2 separate regions of the Mus musculus genome follow, and region 2 is linked to region 1. The links are chromatin contacts, called in public HiChIP or PLAC-seq maps. All regions are on one chromosome and are shown on one strand. Each heading gives the region's core, a stretch centred on a gene start, on an enhancer-like site or on the middle of the called end of the contact. The rest is flanking DNA. Distances are from core to core; before and after follow the strand shown. Region 1 overlaps Gm16271 (predicted gene 16271). Region 2 holds the start of Pah (phenylalanine hydroxylase).

Region 1 (7,675 bases), core at 5,106-7,605:
TTTTTAACGTATTAAGTGAAGGACTGTGTGGGCAGAGTCCCCGTTGGAACATGAGCTGAGTAAGTTACAGCCCTTACACCATGTTAACTGGTGACTCGTAATTCTCACTATGGATATCCAGATTCTTAAAGGCAGCCCTCTCACCTGAGGTCTCCAGTAAAACTGGCAACTCCCTGAAGACACCATCTTTATATTTACTTCTAAGGCATGGTTGGCTTGTTAAAGCATACTTCAGATTTCATTGAATGAACAGATTAATTAATGAATTAATTAGAGCATTTAATAAGTACCAAATACAGGGCTTCGTATATGTACTGCTCATGTAAGAAATCAAGAAGAGAAAACAGGAGGGGGAATTTAAAAGCTAAAATAACTATAAAGCACTCTGTTAAATGAATTGCACTGAACAGAAAGAAATTCTATGCCTTGGGTGGCAGATATGCCAATGCCTTCATCAGACCATCACACATTGTGTTCATGTAACAAAACACTACACTGTAGCCCATAAACCTGCACTTTACTGGAAGAAAATGTACAGTTGCTTGAAGGAGGTGCCTCAGGGGATAAAGCACTTTCTGTGCGGGCATAGGAACTGGAGCTGGGATTCCCAGCACCCGGGAGAAGCAGAAAGCAGCTCAGAATCCCAGCCCTCCCATGGTGAACAGAAGGTAGAGATGGGAGAATTCCCAGAAGCCTGCCTGGCATGTATACCAGTAAACAAGAAACTGTCTCAAACAAGGTGGAAGAAGGGCACTGTCACCCAGAGCTATTCACACACACACACACACACACACACACACACACACACACACGAGCATGCACAAACACATGCATTGTACACATAGAGACACAGTTTTTAAAGTGAAAAATTAATAAAAGCTTAGGAAGAAAATTGCTCCATGTAGAACTATTACAATAAGCAAATAAAAATACATGAATAAAATAGAATTAGTACCCATGCCCTATAGGCACTATCATGTGAGCTATTAATTGACATTCAAGACTAAGTATACCATTGGAAGAAAATTAAGCCAATTGACTACCATGTTAGCTTTTGTTTCCATAATAGTATGCTTGAGGTAATATATTGAGACATAAGAGTTATGCTTGACACACATTTCTGAAGCTTCCGAGAGATCAAATGGGGCCATCTTGCTAGGAAAACGGTAGGAGTTCTGAGTGGCTAAGGTGAGAAGAAAAAAGGCAGAGAAATAGACTAAAACCCTTGAGGGGCGCACCCCCCAAAGGCTCCCGGATCCCCTAAAGTTTCACAGCACCTCTGACTTGTACAACCATGGAGATGAAGCCATTGGTACACAGACCTCTGCAGGAGGCTTTGCCCAACATATAGCACTTACTTTGTACCAAATACAACAGACATCCTTGTATTTAATTCTCCAATAACTGAGACAGGTACTTTCTGCTTCCTTGTATTTGAGCTACCAGACAAGACAGGTTCGAAGTCACACAGCCAGTAAGTAGCAGAGCCAAGATTTAAAATTTTCTAGTCGCTGGATCACATTCTTTGTTCCCACCATTTGCTGTACGTTCTCACCATTTCCAAAAGTATCTTTCCATCAAAACACCAATGCAAATCATATTTACTATTCTAAGGTCTGGCCTTGTGGAAACTCATATATGTCTGAGTACTGAGATCAATGGGTCAGACACGATTTAAAAACAGAGATGATTCTCAATGTCTACCATGTCTTTTCCTCTCTCTGGGCATCCCAGTGAAAGACTTGTCTGCTCTCCACCCTTGCCTGCATTTCTGTTACTCTTTCTTTATGAGACATGTGGGGCGCGCCATCAGAGGCCACAGACATTGGGTGCTAAGAGAGTCCATAGGATTTCCTTTAACAAACAAGGATTCAACCGGAAGTGCCTTTCCTCAGAGCAGAATTCCTGAAATATTAATTTTTCTTTATCTCCTCTTTAAATGCCCTGGTACCTCAGCATCAGAGCCTCTCCCAGCTGACAGCTTTTGTGGCTAAGAATCATTTCCAGGCTTCTCAGATACAGGTTGCCAGGTAAACACACAGCTTAAACAATGGCCTGTTATCAGCAGACAGGCACTGAATTAGCCCAGTGAGCCACAGGTCTGGGCTGACAGCTGGAGATAGTCAGGGGTGGGAGATCTGCGAAGCTCTGCAGACTGCTGGGGTCCTGTTAGAGTGGATTAGTGAATCTGCATTCGGCTCACAGGAATCATAGCAGCTGTAATTTCAACCTGCAATTTGCAGACCCGATGCTTTTTTATTGTGGTCAGCTATTTGCACAGCGAGACAAAATCTCCCCCCTCGTGTGGTCATGGAAGTCTCACCATTGTTAAACGAGTGTTTCTGCATGCCACCCGTGGAAAGTAACCCACAAAAGTTCCCTCTGCAATCAATCGGTTTTTTTTTTTCTTTATTAGATCACAAACTTCCAGATTCTCCCCCCAAGGACCACAGAAGGGATCTTGGAAATCTCTCTTGTAGTTAGCTTGGTTTCTGTCAATACGTGAGCTTAAGGTACAAGTTATTAAGATGTATATTCTTATGTTAACTCGGGCTTTAAAAGTGCAAAGTCTCTCTGCAAATGGTGGATCCTGTATGGGATAGTCCCCTTCTCATAGGAGTTTTTTTGTGGAAGAGCCTCTGCATCAAGATGAGCAGCGCCAGGACCTCACGTTACCCGGAAGATGTGCGGAGACTCCCGGGGACAGCTCATCAGAATCCAACCTGTCAACAGCACATGGCCGGTCTGACTTATGAGGCGCGTCACGCGAGATTGTTTGGTATTCTGAAGAGGCAGTGGTGTATGTTGGGGGCCAAGGCGTGCAAGACACTTTGGGGTCTGCCAGACTTTCATTCCCTCCAGATCGCCCCCTGCCTCCCAGCAGGAGCTGACCCAGGCTTGGAAAAGGTTAACGAGCACAAACAGCCATCATTTGTGGCGAGTGGGAAAACCCCATGTGCTACCCAGCTTCTCTTTATGAGGCATGCGGGGTGGGTCTGCTCTGTTGTTCCATGGTTGGCACTGGGTAAATGCCCAGCGTGCTTCTGCTTGAGGGACTGGAAGGGCCTGTCTCCAGGACAGAGCCTAGGAAGAAGAAAAGAAGCCCACCCCATGCCATCAGTACCCTCCGTGTCTACAACTCGGGGGAAGCGAAGGGTGAAGGACGGAGGGACAAAAGTTGGGGACAGAATGACTCCGGAGGACTGAATACAGGCGTTCACCTAGACCTAATCGGTTCAAATGCTCTGTTTCAAACCCCATCTGCTTATCTCAAGCGAAGTTTGGGGACCGGCTCCTGTCCTATTGTGAGTCCATCATTTTGCAAATCTATTCCTGTCTACGCTCTCATTATAACAGATGTCAGCAGAGGAATCCGAGCTGTCAGGGAGCCGCCAGCCATGAAAAAGAGTAGCAGAGGCAATAGGCCAGGCAAACAAAACAAGTCGCCGCCACTGCAAGGGTAAACAGCAATGTTTGTCACAATATTTTCCCACATCGCCCAACAATTCCAAGAGATGGTGTTTTGCAAAGAGAAGGGGGAAAAAGTCACAGGAGCAATAATAAAGAAGCAGGATGGAGGCGTTGGATTCATCCTCAGTGGTGAACGCTATGTGCTGCCTAGGCCTACAATCAACTTTCTCTGTAGCAGAAATTAACATACGTCCAAGTCTCATGGCTTCTTCTCATATTAAGAACTCACAGCAGTTAAATTTTAGGTTGGGCAGCAATGAAAAGAGCTCAAGAATTCTGTGGTTTGGTGGTTTAGTTGGGGGTCTTCTACATCCCCCTAGGTCTCTCCCTTTTCTTTGACTAACCCTGGATTACCATCCTGGATGGTAATCAACAGGAGTTAACATCTTGCCTAATGCAAGGAGACTAGCTGGTGTAATTGCCAGCCTCTCCCTCTTGCTGAGTATTAAGCTAACCTGTGAGGCTACCTGCAGCGGGAGGCGATCAAGGGCTGTTATCCTCGATGAGGAGTTGGCTAAGCCAGGCTTTCTTGTCAGCAGAAAGCAAAGAACTGTGTTTGGGAACTGGACGTATTGAGATGCCTGGATTGTCTCCCAACTCCTGAACTCACTGGTTTGAGTGAGTCCTTTTCATTGCATTAGGTAAAGAATGGAAAGCAGGGAATTAAGTAGCGTTAGCATCCATCAAAACACACTAGTTGCTGGAATCCTCCACCCTCTGGGGGCCATTGGCTATGTCCTAGTCTCAGAATTACTGGAGTCAAGAAGCCATATCTGCCTCCCCAACCAGAAGTAAAGGCCACCCTCAGTTTTAATTCAAGAACAAAACCCTCACTGCACCTGCAAATGGAGCATCCAAAAGTAACCCAGGCTCTTGGAGTTCTTGTTGAAAAGCAGAAGAAAAATCACTGAGCGGGTCCACTAGCTCTTTAGAAATTTTAATTGACCCTAAATTTTAAAAGTGGGTTGAAACTCGGTGGCAAAGGGTTTGACAAGCAAGCGTGCGGCCCTGGTTTCGACAGCTTAGTGCCACAAACAAAATCGATTTAATAAATAAAGGGCAGCAAAACAATCATGCATTAAAATCTCTATGTGTAGCTCAGGCTGTGATGTCTTCTGGGGTACTTCTGTTTTGTACGATTTAGATGTTAATGCATACCATCCGTGTAGTGGCCTACCTAAACCTCGTGTCATCAGACACACCTTTAAAAAGATCTGAGACATCCTACTGTGCTCTGGAGAAACACAACTTACTTTCCATCCCAAGACAGCCAGGCAAATGTCGCTACCCCCGCCCCCTCATTCTATGACTGAAGAAATTGAGACTATTGGAGAGCTGAGCCCAAAAGCTGTGTCTTCACATCTGCCTCTCTGTGCCTTTCCCTGCACCTTATGTATGAAAAGATCCATCAACGTCACAGTCGCTCATGTGGTGGGGAACCATGACATCATGAACAAAGAGTGTGTATTAAAGCTTGTAAATGTTTGTAAGGTATAAAAATGGAAAGAAGGCCAAAAGGCAGAGGGTAAGGTAATATGGCCCAAATTCGTTTTAAGTGGGTTTCTTTTTGTACCTTGCTTAGAAATACAAACAAAATATTAACCATGATAGTTATAGGATGGCGAAAATGTTGCCTCTTCTTCCAATTTAACTTCTACTTTGAACATTTTATACAACGTGCATGTGAAAGCAGTATGGTGCCTTACAGAATAAAACCAATGCATTTGCTTGGTAGTACATATCACAGAATATGTTCTAAATTAGATACAATAAGGAAGGAGGCCGGGCATAATGGTGCAATATCACCAGCACACGGCAGGCTGAGGCAGAAGAATCAGAAGTTCAAAGCATTTTCTATGTAACATTAGCTCTGTCGATTTGACATAACCTAGAATAACCAGGAAAAGAGTATCATGAAGGATTGTCTATACTGGGCTAGCCTGTAAGTTGTCTGTTGGAGTTAATTGGTGTGGAAAAACCCAGCCCATTGTGGGTGGCACTATTCCTTAGGCAGGGTATCATGAATTGTGTAAGAGTGGAGAGAAGCAGAAAAGCTTTTGACTGTGTATGTGATGTGAGCTGTTCAAATCTCCTACTCACACACTGATGAACTATAACCTGAGACTGTAAGCTGAAATAAACCCTTTTCTCCCTAAGATTTTTTTGTTTGTTTGTTTTGTTTTGTTTTTTGGTCAGAGCATTTTAACACATCAACAAAAACACAGCAAGAACAGCTACACAAAGAGTTTGAGGCCAGCCTAGACAACAACCAAATAAATTCAGTGTAGTAAGAAAAGAAAATAGCACCGTGTTTAAGGATTATTTTTATTCCATTTATTTTATACGTATGAGTGTTTGCCTACAAGTATGTCTGTGCACCTCATGTGAATCTGATGCCATCAGGGGACATCAGATTCCCTGGAATTAGAGTTATAGAAAATTGTTAGCTGTCGTGTGGATGCTGGGATCCCAGATCCTCAGCGCTCTTCATCACTGAGCCATCTTTCCCAGACCCACTCTGCTCTATCTTTAATCACTCAGCTATGATTGATATGACCCTGTAGACTCCCTGATCTACTATGCTCTCTGGGGAGTGGGGAAGAGGACATTGTCATCTGCCAATTTGGTGACACAATTGTTAAATGTTCGTGATGCATTTGATATAGTCTGTGAGAGAATGCAGGAACATGAAGACGAGAGACACTGAAGTATTAGTATCTGGCTCGCTAGACTCCTCTAGCATGGGGGTAACGCACAGACACAAGTCTTCAAAGTGGTCGCATCAAGCCACCCCTCCCCACAGCAAGGTATAGCGCAGATCACACGACGATGGGAAATTGTGTTCCTACTGATGGAACAGGAATCAGCTACCTGTCATGGGAAGCTCAGAGTTCAGATGGTTCCTTGGCTCCTTGTGGACTCTGTCTCCTGTCCAGCAGACGTGACTGGCAGTGTGACCTCCTGGAAAGTTCTTGGCTATGTGTCATAATATTGATGATGCAAATGACTCTTTAGCCAAGAATGTTAAGTTCAGGCAACAATGACAGCTACATCCTCCGGCTCAGTGATTGCTTCAGTGTCCTTGTCTGTCACCACCCCAAACTGCTCCTTCATTTCAGGGAACTTGAATGTTCGTGAATAATCTCTTCAGGGCACAATTCTGACAGGATAAAGTTTATATTTACATTTACACGTATATTCCGTCTGAGACCTTACATCTAATTTGATTTCGCTGTGCTCAGTTGCTTCAGCAGCTCCTCTGGCCTTCATTGCTGGCCTTGTCCTTTCTGCTTGTATTTCTTGTGGGTCTGAGTTCAGAATCTCTCTTTCGCTAGTTATCTGCTTTCCACCGAGCATGTCCCCTGGGTACCAGTGACCAGTGACCTCTGGTACCAGAAGTGATCTGGGTTCTACAGCACACACTGTGTTGGGGACAGTTAATATTTCCAAAGCGGGTTTTTAAATGAACTATCTCAAGAAAACATTGTTCGTGGCACATATTTTATATCAAAATGTGTGAAATTGGGTTTCTATAGATCTGTGGTTCTCAACTTTGCCAACGCCCTGGCCCTTTAATAGAGATCCCCATGTTGTGGTGACTCCCAACCATAAAATCATTACCGTTGCCACTTCATAACTGTAAAGTTGCGACTGTTTCAGACTGAAATGTAAAGGTTTTGTGAGCTGGAGGTTTACCAGAGAGGTCACGACCTTTGAGAACCCTAGCTGTAGCTCAAAGGATGCAAAGAGCAGCAGCCTGCTTTTGTTCGCTCATGCACTGCTTGACAGGTTCCAGACTTTCAAGAGTTAAAGAAGATGTACCAAATGTGCATCTGGGGGTTGGATGCTCTAGCCCTGCTTCCCATGAACCCCAACACTGGCATGGTTTTGAGCCAAGGCCTGGCTCTTGTTGATGTTGAATCATTGCCTTGGTTTGACCACCAGCTCAGCACTTCCTAACAGATAAGTCTTTATTTCTCTCAGGCCTCAGTTCTTCACACGAAAAATGGGACAGCATGCTACCTGCTTTGTAATAAGCAGTTTAATTTGAATTAGGTGTTCTAGTTCATATTAGATGTTTTGCTTTCTTCCTGGGTATATAAGTGAATGTCAATGAAATTTTAATTCTTTAGTTTGATCCACAAAATTGTTTTATGGACCTATTGTCTCCAAAAGTACTTACTGTTATGAAATGTGTATTCTA
Region 2 (7,359 bases), core at 2,161-4,660, 490 kb before region 1:
TGTTGTTCTCACTGCCATTACATGCATATAGCTACAGGTGCTTCACAATGACCTTATCCTAACAAGGTTTTCCCACGTCCTTCATCAACAAAATCTCTGTTAATGAATTTTAACCATGGAAAATTTCAAAACCACTGATAATAAATATGTACATAAATTGTACCTCTTCCCACAGCTGCCTGCAAATTCACATTTATGATGTAACATGGCCCTACGTTGCTGTTATTAGTGACACTGTCCTGATCTGCCCCTGAATGGGCATCCACTTATTTACAGGAACTAAACCATGTCATTTCACTCTTGATACATGTTGCCACCGGCAGCGGCTACTACCACTCTTTGCATGGTTTAACCTAGAACAGACCATTCAGTCCTCACAAAAGCTATGAGAGGTGAGAGGGTGCTGCTGTTTTGAAAAGCCTAGGTTTGTCCTAGGCAATCCAGCTAACACGTAAGAAAGCCTGGTTTAGAACCCATGTTCAGCTTTCTCAGCATCATTACTGTTTCCCAGTGATAGGCTCGATGGACACAACAGCTCCTTCTTTTCAAAGCATAAAGGACTTTACATGAAAGAAAGCTCAGAGGAGTTTGTGAGGTGCTCTGGGCTTTGGTGGATCTGAATTCAAGGTTTACCTAGCCAATCCCGGACCCTTGAGCAAATCTCTTTTATAGATTATTTTTGTTGGCTCAGAAGCTATACCTTATTTGATTCTAACAGGCATGTGGATTGACACACAAGCAAAAATATCTCCAAAACTGTCTAGGAAGAAATTACACAAAGAAAAGAATGAGGAATCATAGAGTGAAGAGCTTTGATCACTGAGCAATGCATTCAGCAATAAATCCTGACTGTTCTCTTCTATTATCTCTGGAAATAATCATATGTCACATTTATAGGCAATATGCTCTGTCAAGGGTGTTTCAGGGTCAATATTGGTGATCTGGAGCTTGCAGGAGATATACGCTCGTGTGGTCACAAGCCCCTTGCATACATCTACACTGAAGAACTATTACAAGCAAGATGCAATCATCCTAAGCCATGTGTCTCTCTGTGGCAGGGTGTAGACATATGTGTCCGCATCAGCATTTTCCCACAGGAGGCTATGTTCCAGTAATCCACTGTGTTTGCTTGGTTGTAGGAAACGGATTAGATTTGAGCACCGGCTGCCCTGTCTCTCCTGCTGGTTAGCTCTGAGCTCCACCCTGATCCTTCTCCTCTGCCTAAGTTTTCTTCACAACACTTGTCTCTATAAGAAGCTATAGGATGCTTTTATTCTGTTAGTTCCTTTATCATTTATCTCCTGAAATAAATTAGTTTTACAAATGAAAAATACTGCTGTGACTTGCACACAGTAGGTGCTTCTTGATCTATTGGGTGACTGAAGGTGTTAAATCACTCACTCCATCAGACTGCTTATGCTTGTTAGGTGGGTATAGCTTTGACCTATTATGCGCCTTCAACAAACAGTGGCTCCTCCCTGAAATGTCCCTTTTATTAGAATTAAATCAAATATATACTGTTCATCTAGGTTAGACGTGTTAAAGGGATGTAAACAGACCTGGCAAGAGAGCTCAGTGGATAAAGGACTTGCTCATCAAGCCTGATGACTTGAGTTCAATACCCAGGACCCACACTGTGAAAGGAGAGAGGTAACTCCAAACTGTCTTCTGTCTTCTGCATATGCTCCACCTCCTCACACACGTAAATATAATTGAAAATCCTAAGAATGCATACATGCGTCTCTTGCAGACTGACAGAGCTAGAAGATGCCCTAACTAAGCTATCCCAGCAGCCCACCTCAATTTTACAGACACTAAGCAACCCCCTCATCCTAGCCAAGCAACTTCTCAGTACATAGCTTACATACGCAAATACGACACGCCTGTTGTCTTGACTGTGTGTGTGGTGGATTTCCCATGAGTGAGCTATACCAAGCACAGCATCTGCCTTGCTGTCTGTCTTTCCTGCTCTTCAAGACTCATTCTGTTGAACAAACTAACCAACTTTGACCAAAAGCACATCAGCAGTTTCAAATGTTCTAGGAAATGTAGTAAGAGATTCGTAGTCGATGTTCAGTTGCTTTCATCTTAATCCTACAATATGGGGGTGGGGTATTCTTTTTTTTTTTTTTGAAGGAAAATGTTCTGCTTCTGATGCTGAGCCTATACCAGGACATGTTTGGACCCTCTTCGAGTGTCCCTGTTTTTGGTAGGAACAATCTGTAGATTCACAAACATCTAAGTGTTTTATAAGCCACTCCCCCTAGCTCCCCACTCCCAGATTTCTGTCTTGAGCTCCCCAGATGGCCAAGGGACTGTGCAGCCTGCAATATAGGAGCTTAAAATAGGGTAGAGCCAGAATCCTTGGGCTGATCTGCCCGACCCTCATATCAACCTTCTTTAACACAAATTTCTCTGACTCCAGGCAACCCTCAACCCCTTAGTCCTGTCCAAGGAAAAGCTAGAAAAGGCATATTACCTCCAGAGACTGAATCTCAGTGTACAAACCATGATTTGCAATCTGGGGAAAGTACAAATATCACAGAAAAGAACATGTTCTGCAAGCCCTCCCTAGGGAGGACAATGGATTCCCTCCACCCCCAGCATAATCCCCAAGGTGCTTCAGGCTCCGGGCTAACTCCTGTTCATTTCCCTCTCTGTTTAATTTCTCCCTCCTTGGTTCTGAGTAAGTCCCCCCCCCCAAATTCTCTTCATGCGACATCACCTCCTGAAAGCCGAAAGAGGACAGTTTCTTACAAGCTTGTCATTTTGATACCCAGAAGAAAGGATTGAATAAGTATCCCTGGAGAGATAGGGACTCCCACCCCAGGTGACTAAGGACCAGCCATTTCCTTTCAGTGTACAGAAGATAAAGCCAATAGGCAGAGGATACCAATGAGCCACCCAAAGACACACAGATGTTGGTAGCAGCTCAGATCCCCAACTTTCTGTATCCTCAACTTGTTAAGACTAGTCTCATCAGTTGACTTCCTGGGCATTTTCCTCGCCTCTAAATAAAGTCATATTTCTTAGTAGCCTTAGGAGACTGGAAATACCAGCATTTCCCAGACTGCTTTCACATGTGGGGAACCAATTCTCTCCTAGCAGTGGAAGCCCAACAGGCTTACCTGCCCAAAGTCTGAGAGTTTTCTGCTCAGGACTCCGTTCTCCAGGACAACAGCTGCCATGCTGGCTCTCAGTAAGTGAGGTGTCTAGCTTAGCAGCAGGGTTAGGAAAAGTTTGCACTCAGGATGCGGGGCTGATGGTTTTAACCTGGCTCTCAGGACAGGAGAGGAGAGGTTTTGAAGGGTGTCTCCCACTGCAGTCTACAAGGTCACTCTCAGTGGGTGTTGCCCTGACGTAGCAGTGGATAGACATGAACAGTCCATACCCAACTCCAGTCCTGGACTGACCCAAGCGGGAGGCTTTGTGGGAGGGGTGGCAGCCACAACATGATTCTTTTGGCAGAGTATCCTGGACAAGAATAGAAGGCAGAGAGCCCAGACTACCTACATCCTGACGCTCAGACAGGCCTGGCAATGCTGAGACATTGGAATACCTGGAGTATGGATTCTCCGCAACCAGAGAAAAACCAGAAATAATCATGATGATGATGGAGGATAGCAATTAAGGATGACTGTTCCCTGCAAGCACAGAAATAGAGGCAGGATTGCAATTTAAACACGCTCCACTCTCAACTCACCTTTTATTCAATGCCAAGCAAGTTAGTCTCCATGACATACTTTTCCTTAGGCAACCACCCAGATGACCCTATGAGGCGAACATGAGCAAAAGCCCGGAGGTATCGGGGCTGAAATCCAGCCAGTTCTCTAGGTACTAGTATGGTGGCTGGGTCTCTGCAAAGAGGACAGAAGGGCCACCTCGCTGAGATATGTTATGTGCATGAATGACACAGACGAGATGATGCTCTGGGTATTCAGTCGGGGCTGTTCTCACCATTTACACTGCATAAATGGAAGCTAATGCTTAAATGTCTGTCTAAAAAAAGAAGGAAGGAAGGAAGGAAGGAAGGAAGGGAGGGAGGGAGGGAGGGAGGGAGGGAGGAAGGAAGGAAGGAAGGAAGGAAGAAAGAAAGAAAGAAAGAAAGAAAGAAAGAAAGAAAGAAAGAAAGAAAGAAAGAAAGAAAGAAAGAAAGAAAGAAAAGAAATGAAACAACAGACTGCCATGGAGCATTTGCTCTGTGTGTGTAGTGGTGGGGTTCTCTGCACTGGGACTACAGCAGAAGCAAGCAACCTCCCCATCAGCACTGCACCATTCTAGTGGTCAGGCAAAATAAGCAAGTTCAGATAGGACTAAGCCTCAGGGGAGGGGCAAATAGAAACAGGAACGAGGAGTGAGCTGAGTACCAGGTACTGGGAAGTGGTCTCAAGTGGACATGAAGGTGGCATGTCAGAACCCCATTTTTCGGAGAAGGAAACTGAAGGCAGATATTCATTGCTAGCAGAGAAATAAAGTATGAAAGTACAGGAAGGTCAATTTCAGAAAGACAGAGAAGTCGGGGGCATCAGGGGACTCAGAGCCTGCTTAATAATTACCCAGGCAAAGTTAATGAACTATGAGGGAGCAGGTCAATAATAGAAGGGACTAGGAGTCCACCCCATCCCCTCCCACAATCCCTTGATCTAATAAACAAGTATCTGCCAAAAGAAAAAAGACAACATTTCAAGTTGGAGACTCAAAGCAAATGGATTGCTTCCTCATTGGATGGACAGCCACTCCTACCAATACCCCAGTGTCTTTGCTTTTAAAATGTGCGTCTAGGGGCATTGCTTAGGATTTCATGAACTTCCATAATGCAACCGACTTTCTCCTGAATCCCAAGAATATCAATACTGAAAGAATAATTTCTGTCCAAAAGGCATGCTTAGATATCTATTAATCTTCCCTGTGGTAAGTTACCAGAGCACATGTTTAAATTTCAACCTGCCTGTCTGAGTCCAGCATTTCTCCTGAGCAACAGCCTCAACCCGCAAGTCACAACCCTTTGTCAAACTCCTAGCTCCAAAAAATTTACATTGCAACTCCTAACAGTAGCAAATTACAGTTATGAAGTAGCAACAAAAATGAAGGCTGCTGTGTTAGGGAAGTTGAGAACTACTGCTCTCCAGATTGTAGATATGAAATGGGATGTGCACTCAGCTCAGGACTGCCTTAGAAATGTCACTCTGTTATCGTATACTACAGAGGGCAATGTCACCAAAAGAACCTGCAGCGTGAAAGTGAAGAAATGAATGAAGGCAACAGTGATGGAGGTCTTATCTGCATGCACATTGTGTGCTAAACACCAGGCAGCAGTGATGAGGCCTTATCTGCATGCACACTGTGCGCTAAGCACCAAGCCAAGCTCTTCCTATATGAGGTTTTATTTCTTCCTGCCATCCATCTTGCAGACAATTCCTCTACTCTGTATAGACAAAGCAATGGCTGCCCAACACATTTAAATCCACAGCTGTAATTCAAACAATGTTTGATTCAAGACCAAAGCCTTGGCTTTTAAAAATATTCTTTCTCTCCTTTTCGAAAAAAGCACATGACCTTTTTTGTTATTTTTTGTTTTGTTTTGTTTTGTTTTTTTGTTTCCCTTTTTTGTGTTTTGATTTGTTTTGTTCTTAGGAGAACACAGTGATGACCCTTCTCTTTTCTCTGAACACCAGTTAAAAACAGAAATCTAGGGCTGGAGAGATGGGTCACAAGTTAAGAACACTGGCTGCTCTTCCAGAGGTCCTGAGTTCAAATCCCAGAGACACATGGTGGCTCACAACCATGTGTAATGGGATCTGATTCCTGGGTATATGTGACGACAGACACTCATACATAGATAGATAGATAGATAGATAGATAGATAGATAGATAGATAGATAGATAGATAGATAGAGGAAAATCTTTGTGGGCTGGGATGTGGTTTATGAGTTAGTATAGTTGCCTAGCATGCTGGAAGTCCTAGGTTTGATCAGGAAACTTGGCTTGGTAGTACATGCCTGCAATCTCAGCAATAAGATAGTATAAGCAGGAAAATCAGAAAGTGGAGAATATCCTTGGCTCTGAAGTAAGTTTGAACCTAGCCTGAGCTATATGAAAACGTGTCTCCAAAAGCAAACAAAATTTACTTGGGCAAAATGATAACACTTATCTATGGACCAACACAAAACTTGACATCATAGGAGATTTCTGGTGAAGCACACATTGTAGATGATTGGATGCAGAGTGTGCTGGAACTAACAGTGGCAGTGGTGAACACTAAGAAAATCCAGTAAAAAGCACAGATCTACAAGTATTTATGAGGATGCTCTATCGACCACTGGGGCATGGTAGTGGGTGTGTGGACGTCAGCACCATGCAGCCAGATGAGCAGCTAGCTCTGTACTTGGCAACCTTAGAGCTGACTTAACTGATTTAAAAGTTGAAGATTTCCCAACCTTTGCTAGCTTATCAGCTTCTTTTTACTTAACTTCATGCTCACAGGGCTGAGTTAATCATAATCCATGGGTTCATGGCACATAACCAAAACCTACAAGTCACTTTTCTTAGGAGATTTGTTCTTTCCCTCTTATCTTGATTACTCAAGATAGAGTAATGTCCCTGGTACCTTCACTGCCCTGTTTGATGTCAGATGTACACCTGTTATATAAGAATATGTTTTCCTGATATGTAATGCTGGTCAAGAGGTGTACTATAGAGTTCAGATTCTGCTTTGAAAACATAAGCCTGGCCTGGGATGTGGACTTAGTTCTCTGATGATCTACTTGGTGTAAAATGTCCTCTGTGTGCAACTACTATTGTTGGTGTTTGATGCAGGTTTATGGTGTAACCTTCATTGACTTTGCAAAGTCCTTCTGAGTGTAGAGAAATGTTCATTTGTTTTCAAAATAATGTGTTGAGTTGGACAACTGACATTTAGAAATTGCTAAGTATGGCACCTATTCTGCTTAGTCTGTTAATGTGGCTAACTATTAACAAAATAACATGTTAATATTATAGGCACAGGTTTTTTTCAGACGTTAAGTTGTTTTTGTTCTAAGGTAACCCTTGTTTGTGGTTTATTCATTTTAATGCTCTATTTTTACATGGTTTATTCATATATTTTAATTTTCTTACATTTATTTATGCACTTATTTGTTTATGTGTGTGGTCCCAAGTCTCCCATGCCACATGTATATAGGCCAGTGAACAACTTGCACAGTCTGTTTTTTCATTCCACCGTTTGGGGTACAGAGGACATGCGCAAGTCATCAGGCGTGGTGGCAAGAGTCTTTCCTTCACCCACTGAGACATCTCACAGGTCCATCAGTCCATACTTCATATAGGATCTTTCTACTGATGTTTATGGGAAAAGAGGAA

Evidence for each region. HiChIP or PLAC-seq counts read pairs in DNA pulled down with a chosen protein or histone mark.
Region 2: a contact with region 1 is called in an H3K27ac HiChIP or PLAC-seq map of hepatocytes, with 6 times the contacts expected there. The contact joins the promoter of Pah here to the enhancer-like site in region 1. A contact is called at or near these places in 12 of 39 promoter capture datasets (the 3T3-L1 cell line, the C10 cell line, the HPC-7 cell line and 8 more), 9 of 15 datasets of contacts at CTCF or cohesin (the NIH/3T3 cell line, embryonic stem cells, hippocampal excitatory neurons and 4 more), 267 of 484 Hi-C or Micro-C datasets (the 3T3-L1 cell line, 3T3-L1-derived adipocytes, the 63-12 cell line and 131 more), 36 of 115 datasets of contacts at active chromatin or transcription factors (the 230-238 cell line, CD4 single positive thymocytes, PVALB interneurons and 24 more) and 5 of 9 other capture datasets (adipose tissue, embryonic tail, embryonic trunk and 2 more).

The regions. Positions count from the first base shown.
Region 1 is chr10:87,031,706-87,039,380 of GRCm38.p6, reverse strand. It overlaps Gm16271 (predicted gene 16271), which reads right to left. Exons shown (of 5, transcript NR_165263.1): 5 at 7,496-7,675. Among named protein-coding and RNA genes, the nearest start is that of 1700113H08Rik, 23 kb to the left of the region's middle. Within about 2 kb of position 6,355, at least 3 of the 459 cell types and tissues checked have an H3K27ac peak or open chromatin away from gene starts, as enhancers often do. A contact at or near this core is called in the AML12 cell line, hepatocytes and liver, where this site is marked.
Region 2 is chr10:87,517,846-87,525,204 of GRCm38.p6, reverse strand. It overlaps Pah (phenylalanine hydroxylase), which reads right to left and starts at 3,410. Exons shown (of 13, transcript NM_008777.3): 1 at 3,129-3,410. The coding sequence starts at 3,188.